2 separate regions of the Pan troglodytes genome follow, and region 1 is linked to region 2. The links are chromatin contacts, called in public Hi-C maps. All regions are on one chromosome and are shown on one strand. The core of a region is the stretch at or near the end of the contact, and the rest is flanking DNA. Distances in the headings are between cores, read along the strand shown. Region 1 has its middle 52 kb from the start of MIR183. Region 2 overlaps NRF1 (nuclear respiratory factor 1).

Region 1 (6,086 bases), core at 3,313-5,812, 160 kb after region 2:
TTTTTGAGACACAGTTTTACTCTGTCAGCAGGCTGGAGGGGAGAGGCGCGATCTGAACTCACTGCAACCTCACCTCCTGGGTTCAAGTGATTCTCCTGCCTCAGCCTCCTGAGTAGCTGGGATTACAGGCACCTGCCACCATGCCTGGCTAATTTTTGTATTATTACTAGAAACAGGGTTTTGCCATGTTGGCCAGGCTGGTCTCAAACTCCTGGCCTCAAGCGATCCACCTCTCCTGGCCTTCCAAAGTGCTGGGATTACAGGCATGAGCCACCACACCTGGCCATTGGCCATCTTTAATCGAAGGCCACCTTCCTCTATTTAAAGCTTTGGTTTAGATTTATTCTTTTATCTGCGCTTTTGGAAGTCTCTCTTCCTAAGTGTCAAGATACCGCTTTTCCCATTTTGGCTACTGCAGACTCTAAGAGGACATGGTAAGCTTGGGCTCATAACTGCACCTTTCTGTTCCTCACCTGAATACTAAAGATGTGTATTAGTCAGGATTATTGATTGCAAATGACAGGAAGGAGCTTGATGTTTTCCCCTAAAGGAGAAGTCCAGGGAGGTTCTCAGGCAGCCTCTCCGCAACCTGGTTCTAGTCTCACCAGCTCTGAGCTTTGCGGTCCCAGAGGGAAAAGGCTCTTCACTTTCCCAATGGTTTCAACAGAAGCCCCAGTCATGTGCTCCTCTCTGAACGGAGTAGGGGACCTGACTGGCTGGCTGGGTCAGAGGGCCCCACCACTGCGGGGAGGGGGAGTTTTGGAGTTAGCTTCCAAGAACCACTAGGATGAGGTGAGGGAGGCAGGGTTGTTCCCTCAAATAGCATTGCAGTACTGATACCAGAAGAAGGGGGAACAGATGCTGGGTAGGCAGAAATAACAGGTGTCCACTGCAGGGTTATCATACCAGCCTCATGGCCTTGCTGTAAGTTAAACCCTTAGCTGGGTGCCTGAAACATTAAAACACTAGCTGCTGTTGCTGTTGTTATGACTGTCACTGTTAACAGGGAGACTTTGTGGCTCGCCTTTTTATCCTGAACAACACGTTCCTTTGCTAGGGCCAGAAACAGGCACAGAGCCTGTTTCCCTCGGACCCCTGGCCATGCAGTTGGCAGCGAGGCTCAGCAAAGCCTCCTGATCCCATGCTCTTCTCTCAGATGGGTCTCCTTATCATTCCCCACTTCATCCCTGCCTCCTCCTCCAGGTGTCACACCTTGGCCTCACCCTTCTCACTGAAAGAACACACATGTACTTTGCCACGTACTTAGCTGCTATCTTGGAGTGACTACTTGGAGTGTGGGTGTTGTTGCTTTGTGATGGTTGCTCAAATAAGTTATAAACTGCTTGGGATTGGGCCAGGGTCTTACATGCCTCCAGCTAAACCCCTTTCTCCAAGGCCTAGAATGCAAACCTGACCACACACAGGATCCAGTAAGTCCCAGGCAATTGAGGGGTCTAGCTGGTGGCAAGGCCTGGAGGGAGGACATCAGATCACCGGGCATTTGGCCCATCCCTGCCAGTTAAGGACTGGAGTCCGCTGCTGGTCACTGTGACAGAGTCTGTTCTATATGTTGGTAAAGCCAACCTCTCCTATTCCTTAGTAATATTAACAGAATCCTGATTTTTTAGAATTGCAAAATTTCAAATATAGACCTTAAGACTTTTACTTAAAAACAGACTAAAGGCCGGGTGCAATGGCTCATGCCTATAATCTCAGCACTTTGGGAAGCTGAGGTGGGTGGATCACTTGAGGTCAGGAGTTTGAGACCAGCCTGGCCAACATGGTGAAACCCTTCTCGCTAAACCATTCTCTACTAAAAATACAAAAAAAAAAAATAGCTGGGTAGGGTGGTACGCACCTGTACTCCCAGCTACTCGGGAGGCTGAGGCAGGAGAATTGCTTGAACCCAGGAGGCGGAGGTTGCAGTGAGCCAAGATTGTGCCATTGCACTCCAGCCTGGGCAGCAGAGCGAGACTTCATCTCAAAAACCAACAAACAAAAAAACAGACTAAAGAAATTTTTATTATGAAAAATGTATAACCTATTTAAAACAGAGAATGGTATAAAGAATAGCCACATAGCCGTCATTCAGCTTTAACACATGGCTAACCTTGTTTCTTCTATTACATTCCCACCCCATTATTGGATTATTCTGAAACAAATCTGGACATATAATTTCATCCATAAATTCAGTAAGTATTTCCAACAGGTGATTTTTGAACATATACACTAGTAAATATATGCATATGCACAATATCATATAAAACACAATACCTTTATCACAAAACACAATACCTTTATCACCTATAAAAAAATAATCACCAGGTGCGGCGGATCACGCCTGTAATCCTAACACTTTGGGAGGCCAAGGCAGGAGGATGGCTTGAGCTCAGGAGTTTGAGACCAGTCTGGGCAACAGGGTTAGACCTCACATCTAAAAAAACCCCAGATAATTACCTGGGCATGGTGGTGTGCGCCTGTGGTCCCAGTTACTTGGGAGGCTGAGGTGGGAGGATCACTTGAGCCACAGAGATTGAGGCTGCAGTGAGCTATGGTTGTGCCACTGCACTCCAGCCTGGGCAATGGAGTGAGATCCTTTCTAAAAAAAAAAAATCATAATTTATTCATATCATAACATACTACTTATTGTTTAAATTTCCCCAATTGTCTCACAATTTTTTAAAGAGCTGACTTGTTCTAATAAGTTCCAAAAATGCAAGGTCCACGTTACACTAGAACCCCAATTTTATTCAAGGGGGCAATGTGCCCAGGTGAAGAAGTACATTTCCCAACTTCCCCTAAGCAGGGTGTGGGCCTGTGGCTCAGTTTGGCCCATGAGGTTTAAGTGGAAGCGTGGAGGAGGCTTCCAAGACTCCTTAAAAGGAACTGTCAGGCCGTGTGTGGTGGCTCACGCCTGTAATCCCAGCACTTTTGGAGGCCGAGGTGGGTGGATCCCTTGAGATCAGGAGTTCAAGATCAGCCTGGCCAACATGGTGAAACCCTGTCTCTACTAAACATACAAAAATTAGCTGAGTGTGGTGGTGGGCGCCTGTAATCCCAGCTACTCTGGAGGCTGAGGCTGGAGAATCGCTTGAACCTGGGAGGTGGAGGTTGCAGTGAGCCAAGATCGCACCACTGCACTCCAGCTTGGATGACAGATGAGACCCTGTCTCAAAAAAAAAAAAAAAAAAAAAAAAAAAAGTAGCTGTCGGCTGAGAGATGAGCACGTTTTCTCTGGAGCTCCAGCCACTGTATTGAACCATGAGGTGGCCTTCCAAATGGAAGTCAAAGCTAGAATGACAGACAGAAAGAATAGGAAACGAATTTCCCATTCTATTCTTATTTCCAGTCTTTATTATAGAATCATTTAAGATTAGGTTTAGTTGTAATAAGTAGAAAATTAAAAAATTTATAGCAGTGCCTTAAATATGCTACAAATTATTATTTTTTGAGACAGGGTCACGTTCTGCAGCCCAGACTGGAGTGTAATGTCACAGTCTTGGCTCACTGAAGCCTTAACCTCCTGGGCTCAAGTGGCCCTCACACCTTAGCCTCTCTTGTGGTTGGGACCACAGACGTGTGCCATCACGCTGGGCTGATTTTTACATTTTTTGTAGAGACGGGTCTCCCTATGTTACTCAAGCTGGTCTGGAACTCCTGGGCTCAAGTGATCCTCCTGTCTTGGCCTCCTAAAGTGTTGGGATTACAGGCGTGAGCCACTGTGCCCGGCCTATTTTTCTATCTCACATAAAACTACTTAAGAGATAAGCAGTATGGGGAAAATACAGTGGTTCCAAAAAACCACAGACTATTAGGTATCTATTGCTGCATAATGGATTACACCCAAAACTTAGAAGCTTAAAGCAGCAAACCCGCATTCCCATCTATTTCCCAGTTTCCGAGGGTCAGGAGCCCGGGAAGCTGCTCTCAGGCTGCTGCGGCTCAGGATCGCTGATGAGGCCTGCCGCAGCCATTCTCAGCTGCACCGGGTCCGGGCATCCACAGCCGGCTCACGCGCTGGTGGTCGCCAAGCCTCAGCTCTTGCTGGCTGTTGGTTCAGGGCTTCGGTTCCCAGCCAGGTGGGGCTCTCCAAAGGAGAGGGCAGCTCAAAACAACCCGCTGGCTTCCCCCAGAGCAAGTGATAGGAGACAGGAAGAGGGAGCTAGAGAGAGCCCTGAAGGTGGACGTCGCAGTCTTCACTCAATCAATCTCCGCAGGGAACGCCCTGCAGGCCCAGGTATCCTTCCGGTCCCTTCCTCCTGCCCCTGTGCTCCAGATCCCCCAGGCTCCAGCCCTGCAGCCCGAGCCCCACCCACTATCCTCGCCTCCCGCCCTGCCGTTCGGCCCTCCCGCTTCAGGTCTCTGTCTCTCCCTTTCTCCCTTCCCCTCTCTCTGTATCCTTTACTTTGTGCCTCTGATGCCTGACCTGGCCCCAAGCCAGCACTCCACCATCCCACCCCCTTCCCACCGTGCCCCCCGGCCACGTGCCCCCGGGCCAGCCAGAACGCTGACCCCTCCCCCCGAGTCCACTCCCCGCTCCCCGCACAGCCCGGGCCACGCCCTACCCGGGTGCCCTCCCTTTACCCAGCTCCTTCCCATCCAGCCGGGTCCTGATCCAGGCCCCTGCTCCAGGATGCCCCCTCCTCCAGGATGCCCCCTCCTAGCGGTGTGTGAGGCTTTCATGACCCTTCTTCCTCCTTTCCCGACAGATCAGCGGGGGAGGTGGGCTGAGCCGCCCCTCTCGTCGTCACCCCTGCCTTGGCCGCCCAGCCGTGCTGGGAGAGTTTGGTGGCCGTGGCTGGCACTGCGGCAGTGCCCATGTCAGCTCTGGCGCCTCTACCGAACTCCCTGTTTTGGGGGCTCTTTCCCTACAAGGGTCACGTCGATGAGGAATCTACGTCCCTCCCTGCCCGGTTTCCACCTCTCAGGTGGGGCAGATGCCAGAGGCCTCCCGGGTCCACGCCCGCGGGCCACTTGGACCGCCCTGCCCCGGCCAACCCCGCCCCACCCAGACTCCCGCCCGCGAGCGGGTGCCGAAGCACGAAGCACGTACGCCCCCTGGTGGCCGTGGCGGGGACTGCCGCGCGGACTCTGCAGCCCCGCCCCACCCCGCCCGCCCAGCCCAATCCCACCGCTCCGCCCTGCTCGCCCCTGCCTGCTCACTTACTGGGCTGCGCTGTCCACGCCTGGAGCCCGGGCAGCTTCAGTTCCGCGGAGGACAGGTGTAACCCACAGAGTGATTCCTTTACCGGGGCCTGCTAGGCTCCGGCCCACGAGGCAGGACTGGCAGCGTTCTCACGTCCTGGAAGTCAAGGCCCCAAGGGGACTGAGGCGCTGCCCAGGCTCCCCTGACTGCCAGCTCCGGCCTGGCCACCCAGTCCGCCCCCAGGGACCGGACTGGGTGCGCCGCCCACCCTTCCAGTACCTGGAACATTCTCTGCGGATTGGGAGGTTCTGGGTTGTGCCCTAGATTCCCAAGCAAAGTTGCTCCTTTGCTCTTGTCACCTGCCTGCTTCGTGGTTTTTGTTTTTTGTTTTTGAGACGGAGTCTCGCTTTGTCGCCCAGCCTGGAGTGCTGTGGCGCAATCTCGGCTCACTGCAACCTCTACCTCCCCAGGTTCAGGCGATTCTCCTGACTCAGCCTAGCTGGGATTACAGATGTGTGCAACCATGCCCGCATAATTTTTGTATTTTTAGTAGAGACGAGGTTTCACCATGTTGGCCAGGCTGGTCTCGAACTCCTGACCTCAACTGATCCACTTGTCTCGGCCTCCCGAAGTGCTGGGATTATAGGCTTGAGCCACCGCGCCAGGCCTGCTTCTCTAAAGATCCCTGCAGCACGGAGAGGCTGCTAGGGCCCGTGCTTCTGAATAGGTAACCAGCTGTGGCTATTGATTATCACATTTTTCGTGGTATATAATTTTAATTAATTTTTAATTTTAAAACAAGTGTAAATTGTTCTGCAAAACAACTTTGTTTTGTAGGACTATGCGGCACTTTAAATATTGAAAGTGTAGCGTCCAAATTGAGATGTGCTTTGTGAAATACCCCCTGGATTTCAGAGTTAGCACAAAAATAACGAATCCA
Region 2 (6,402 bases), core at 3,187-5,686:
GAAGCCATGGCCCGAGCTCTGTGTTGGCCCCTTTCAGCCACAGCTGGAGCAGCTGGGATACAGGGCACCAAGCCCCTAGGCTGTGCACAGCACAGGGACCCTGGGCCCAGCCCTTGAAACCTCCTAGGTCTCCAGGCCTATGATGGGAGGGGCTACTGTAAAGACCTCTGACATGCCCTGGAGACATTTTTTCCATTGTCTTGGGGATTAACATTCGTCTCCTTGTTGCTTATGCAAATTTCTGCAGCCAGCTTGAAGTTTTCCTCAGAAAATGGGATTTTCTTTTCTGTTGCATTATCGGGCTGCAAATTTTCCAAACTTTCATGATTTCCTTCCCTTATAAAACAATGCCTTTAACAGCACCCAAGTCACCTCTTGAATGCTTTGCTGCTTAGAAATTTCTTCTGCCAGATGCCCTAAATCATCTCTCTCAAGTTCAAAGTTCCACAAATCTCTAGGGCAGGGGCAAAATGCCACCAGTCTCTTTGCTGAAACATAACAAGAGTCACCTTTGCTCCAGTTCCCAACAAGTTTCTTATTTCCACCTGAGACCACATCAACCTGGACTTTATTGTCCATATCACTATCAGCATTTTGGGCAAAGCCATTCATCAAGTCTCTTGGAAGTTCCAAACTTTCCTACATTTTCCCGTCTTCTTTTGGGCCCTCCAAACTGTTCCAACCCCAGCCTATTACCCAGTTCCAAAGTCACTTCCACATTTTTAGGTATCTTTTCAGCAGCACCCCACTTCTGGTACCAATTTACTATATTAGTCCATTTTCATGCTGCTGATAAGGACATACTCAAGACTGGGAAGAAAAGAGGTTTCGGTGGACTTACAGATCTATGTGGCTGGGGAGGCCTCACAACCATGGCAGAAGGCAAGGAGGAGCAAGTCATGTCTTACATGGATAACAGCAGTCAAAGAGTGAGAGAGCTTGTGCAGGGGAATTCCTCTTTTTTTAAACCCCCAGTCCTAATGAGACTTATTCACTATCACAAGAACAGCACCGGAAAGACCTGCCCGCATGATTCGGTTACCTCCCACTAGGTTCCTCCCACAACATGTGGGAGTTATGAGAGTACAATTCAAGATGAGATTTGGGTGGGGACACAGCCAAACCATATCAGCTGTGTTTAAGGTGCCTTTTTTATGTTCTCTTTTCTTTGTTTTTTCTTTATTTATTAAGGTGCTTCTAAATCTGTTCATTGACTTATTAATTTTGGTAATTGTTAATAGTTTAACCAAAACTACTAACCAAGTGTTTTTTTCCCTCCAGTTTTAGAATTTCTAGTGTGTGTGTGTGTGTGTGTGTGTGTGTGTGTGTGTGTGTGTTTCCTCCCAGATTTGCACTGAACGGTTTCCAATAGTGGAAAAAAATTTCTTTTAAACAAATAATTTTATAATTTACCTGGTAATTCTCTCTCAAGTTTCTGTTACATGTTGTTAATGTCATTTCTTGTTCACGTTGGCTCTTTTCTTGGTGTACTATTATATTTCAATGAATACTGGATGCTGTGTTTGGAAAATTATTTCTAGAAATAATTTGGGGTCTAGTATAATGTTATCTTCCTCTAGAGAGGATTTTTGTTTGCTTCTGCGAGATGCCCGAGGGCACTAGCAATCCTGGATCATCTTAATCCAATTTAAGGTTTATTTATTTATTTATTTATTTAGTATTTATTGATCATTCTTGGGTGTTTCTCAGAGAGGGGGATGTGGCAGGGTCATAGGATAATAGTGGAGAGAAGGTCAGCAGATAAACACGAGAACAAAGGTCTCTGGTTTTCCTAGGCAGAGGTCCCTGCAGCCTTCGGCCCTGTTTGTGTCCCTGGGTACTTGAGATTAGGGAGTGGTGATGACTCTTAACGAGCATGCTGTCTTCAAGCATCTGTTTAACAAAGCACATCTTGCACCGCCCTTAATCCATTTAACCCTGAGTGGACACAGCACATGTTCCAGAGAGCACGGGGTTGGGGGTAAGTTAAAGATTAACAGCATCCCAAGGCAGAAGAATTTTTCTTAGTACAGAACAAAATGGAGTCTCCTATGTCTACTTCTTTCTACACAGACACAGTACAAATCTGACCTCTCTTCCTTTTCCCCACATTTCCCCCTTTTCTTTTCGACAAAACCGCCATCGTCATCATGGCCCACTCTCGATGGTCGCTGTCTCTTCGGAGCTGTTGGGTACACTTCCCAGACGGGGCGGCCTGGCAGAGGCGCTCCTCACTTCCCAGACGGGGCGGCCGGGCAGAGGCGCTCCCCACTTCCCAGATGGGGTGGCCGGGCAGAGGCGCACCTCACTTCCCAGACGGGGCGGCCGGGCAGAGGCGCTCCCCACTTCCCAGATGGGGCGGCCGGGCAGAGGCGCACCTCACTTCCCAGACGGGGTGGCGGCCGGACAGAGGCGCTCCTCACCTCCCAGACGGGGTGGCGGCCAGGCAGAGGCACTTCTCACATCCCAGACAATGGGTGGCCGAGCAGAGGTGCTCCTCACCTCCCAGACGGGGCAGCCGGGCAGAGGCGCTCCCCACCTCCCAGACGGGGCGGCCGGGCAGAGGGGCTCCTCACATCCCAGACGATGGGCGGCCAGGCAGAGACGCTCCTCACTTCCTAGACGGGGTGGCAGCCGGGCAGAGGCGCTCCTCACTTCCCATTCGGGGCAACCGGGCAGAGGTGCTCCTCACTTCCTCCCGGACGGGGCGGCCAGGCAGAGGCGCTCCTCACTTCCCAGATGGGGCGGCCAGGCAGAGGGGCTCCTCACATCCCAGATGATGGGCGGCCAGGCAGAGACGCTCCACACTTCCTAGATGGGGTGGCAGCCGGGCAGAGGCGCTCCTCACTTCCCAGACGGGGCGAGTGGGCAGAGGGGCTCCTCACATCCCAGACAATGGGCGGCCAGGCAGAGATGCTGCTCACTTCCTAGATGGGGTGGCGGGCGGGCAGAGGCTGTAATCTTAGCACTTTGGGAGGCCAAGGCAGGCGGCTGGGAGGTGGAGGTTGTAGCGAGCCGAGATCACGCCACTGCACTCCAGCCTGGGCAACATTGAGCATTGAGTGAGCGAGACTCCGTCTGCAATCCCAGCACCTCGGGAGGCCAAGGTGGGCAGATCACCCGAGGCCAGGAGCTGGAGACCAGCCCGGTCAACACGGCGAAACCCCGTCTCCACCAAAAATACAAAAACCAGTCAGGAGTGGCGGCATGTGCCTGGAATCCCAGGCACTCGGCAGGCCGAGGCAGGAGAATCACCGGAGCCCAGGGCAGGGAGGTTGCAGCGAGCCGAGATCTTGGCAGTACAGTCCAGGCTCCCCAAGAGAGGGAGACTGTGGAGATGGGAAAGGGGGAGGGAGAGGGGGAGAGGGAGGGAGAGGGTAGGGGAGAGGGAGAGGGATCCAATTTAAGGTTTTAAAATTTTCTGGGCTACTAAATGACTTAAAGCTGGGCTACATTTTATATCTTTCACTTTCCTATTTACATTGAACATTTAGCACCATGGTGAAAAGACTTCATATAAACCATGCCTGAATGGGTATGGTATTAGATATTGATCTTAGAAGGTATTTAGAAAAGCTAGACAAGAAATTAATGATGAGGAGTGGCCAAAATACTACATGTTTTGAATATATGCTGTATTTAAGAAGAGGAAGACAGATGCAATGAACAACAACTTTATTACTGTCAGTTACTGTCCACTGTGTATTTCCGGAGTGGTGAATTTAAAAATAAGTCTTAGGGGCAAAACACATGAAATGTTTGTAAAATATATTTTGTGAAATGCTTATGTGTCCCAGCAGAGGGCATCTTAACATAATGAATCCAGGTCCACTGCTTTTCTATGAAGGAAGATGGTTTTAAGACATGGCTTTGCTGTATTACTGTACTGCTTTGTCATAGTGTTAAGACCACGCAAAGACTTTAATCTGACCCCTTTGTGTGGCACATGTGGAAAGTGAGACACAGCTGGTAGAAATGACTTACCATTTGATCATTTAATATTCAATTATTGAGGAATTATAATGTGTAGTACATATATGTAACCTATGTAGATACTATGCACAAGGCAGGCAAGAGTTTGCTTCTTAGGAGTGCAAAAGGCTTATTGGGGGGAAAAAAGAGTTTGTTTCTGAAGGAGCTTTCATCCAGTGGTGGGGGAGAGCTACCAATAATAAAGTAAAATAATTTGAGAAAGCATTGGATGCTCTGAATAAAATAATGCGGGAAGGTAATGGAGAGAGAAGGACAGCAGATTGCTGCTAGTTTGGGTGGTCTGGGAAGGCTTCTCTGAGGAGGAAGGTTGTGACTGACAGGCATTTAGGTGTCAGCAAAGGGAAGTGCATTTCAGACTGAGAAACATTGAAAGCAAGGACTTGCAGATGGCAAATGGGAAGGAGGCCAGTGTGGTTGGAGCCTTGTGAAGCAGGCATGAGTCAGACCACCCAGGGCCTAGGGGCTGTGTGTGGTAAGGAATTTCGAGAGGCAGCAGAGCACAGGGCTTACCTGCCCAGGCTCTGGAATCAGGCTTCCTGGGTTGGAATCCCAACTCCACTTAACCAGCGTGGGGATTTTTCTGAGGAGCTGGTCTGTAGCATTCATCATATCTGAAAGGTGACCCAGAAAAGGTAAATGACCATTCACTATATTGTGTTGCCCGTCAGAAACACTTCTAATTCTCTGCAGCACAGACAGCCCCTGATTATTGTTGATTTTCAAGAAAAAAAAGTTTATGAGTAGTGCAACTAAACGAAATCTTCAAGTAATAAAAACAATATCTCAAGTTGGTTGACCTCTTTTAGTATCAATCACCAGTATGTTGTTTGTTGTTGTTGTTGTTGTTGGTTTTTTTTGAGACAGGGTTTCACTCTGTTGTCCAGACTGGAGTGCAGTGGTACAATCATGGCTTACTGCAGCCTCAACCTCCTTGGGCTCAGGTGATCCTCCCACCTCATCCTCGTGGACAGGTGCACGCCACCATGCCCAGCTAATTTTTTAAATTTTTGCAGACATGCCGTTTTGCCATGTTGCCCAGGGCCGGTCTTGAACTCCAGGGCTCAAGTGATCCTCCTGCCTTGGCCTCCCAAAGTGTTGGGATTACAGGCGTGAGCCACTGGGCCTAGCCCTAGAGGACTTCTTTTTAAACAAAATTGGATTTATTATTTCATTTTCTTTGAAATGATAAAGGATAGGTTAATAAAGAAGTGGAGAAAGATTCACGTGGTCTATAGACATAATTAGTATCTTGAGAGTGATAGTTTTGGTAAATTGTGCAGCAAGTAGAAAATACTTGAATATTTGAATCATACAGAGAAGTATCAAGATTGACATAACAAATGCATGTGCACCCACTGCCCAGCTTTGTCAGTTATTACTGCTTTCACATGTTTGCATCAAATGTTTTTTAAGAAATAAAAAGTACAGATATGGTTGAAATTCTCAGTGGAACTCTTTCTAATCCTGCTCCCTTCCCTCCCTCCCTCCACTGGGGTAACCAGTATTCTAGATTTGGTCTTTGTCATTCTCTTGCATTTGTCTATATTTGCTATTATGTGTCTGTATGATTAAACAATATTTAGCATTGTTTTGCATGTGTTAAATTTTATATTAATGGTATCACTCTGATACTATGTTTCTGTAATATGTTTATCTCATTCAACATGTTTCTGAGATTCACCCATGTTGATAATGTGGCTGTTTTTAACTGTTATATGGTATTCCATTCATTATCTGAGTATTTCTTTTTCTGTCGTTGTTTTTTGAGATGGAGTTTCACTCTGTTGCCCCGGCTGGAGTGCAGTGGCACGATCTCGGCTCACTGCAACCTCTGCCTCCTGGGTTCAAGCAATTCTCCTGCCTCAGCCTCCTGAGCAGCTGGGACTAGAGGCACACACCACCATGCCTGGCTAATTTTTGTATTTTTAGTAGAGATGGGGTTTACCATGTTGGCCAGGCTGGTCTCGAACTCCTGACCTTGAGTGATCTGCCTACCCCAGCCTCCCAAAGTGTTGGGATTACAGGCGAGAGCCACCACATCCAGCCTGAATATTTCACATATTGGTAGATAATCAGGTTGTTTGTAATTTTTTCTGTTTTGACAATGTAGCACAGTAATACATTTTACATTGTGACCCAGAATAAATGAGTACACATATAGCCAAAACTACAATTTTTAATGAAATAATACTTAACCCCTACTGCAAATTGTATACTCTGTGATATGTTCTAGTCTGTTCTATTTTATTAGAAAAAAATACACTCATGAGTCACTGAAAGGTCACACTAGCTGTAGCTTGAAAAGTACTACTGGAGGATATACCCAGGAGGGGAATTGGAGGGCCAAAGATGTCCATTTTCAACTTTACTAGATATTGCTAAATGTCTTTCCAAATCCTGTTCATTTAC

Evidence for each region. Hi-C and Micro-C count contacts between places; a contact is called where the count stands out from the background.
Region 1: a contact with region 2 is called in a Hi-C map of induced pluripotent stem cells, with 1.7 times the contacts expected there. The contact joins two enhancer-like sites. A contact is called at or near these places in 4 of 7 Hi-C or Micro-C datasets (blood, induced pluripotent stem cells and stem cell-derived neural progenitor cells), 1 of 1 datasets of contacts at active chromatin or transcription factors (stem cell-derived excitatory neurons) and 1 of 1 other capture datasets (stem cell-derived neural stem cells).

The regions. Positions count from the first base shown.
Region 1 is chr6:145,182,544-145,188,629 of NHGRI_mPanTro3-v2.0_pri, forward strand. No RefSeq gene overlaps it. Among named protein-coding and RNA genes, the nearest start is that of MIR183, 52 kb to the left of the region's middle. Within about 2 kb of position 4,563, at least 17 of the 24 cell types and tissues checked have an H3K27ac peak or open chromatin away from gene starts, as enhancers often do. A contact at or near this core is called in induced pluripotent stem cells and stem cell-derived neural stem cells, where this site is marked.
Region 2 is chr6:145,019,220-145,025,621 of NHGRI_mPanTro3-v2.0_pri, forward strand. All of the region lies in intron 2 of NRF1 (nuclear respiratory factor 1), which reads left to right. Among named protein-coding and RNA genes, the nearest start is that of NRF1, 53 kb to the left of the region's middle. Within about 2 kb of position 4,437, at least 3 of the 24 cell types and tissues checked have an H3K27ac peak or open chromatin away from gene starts, as enhancers often do. A contact at or near this core is called in induced pluripotent stem cells and stem cell-derived neural stem cells, where this site is marked.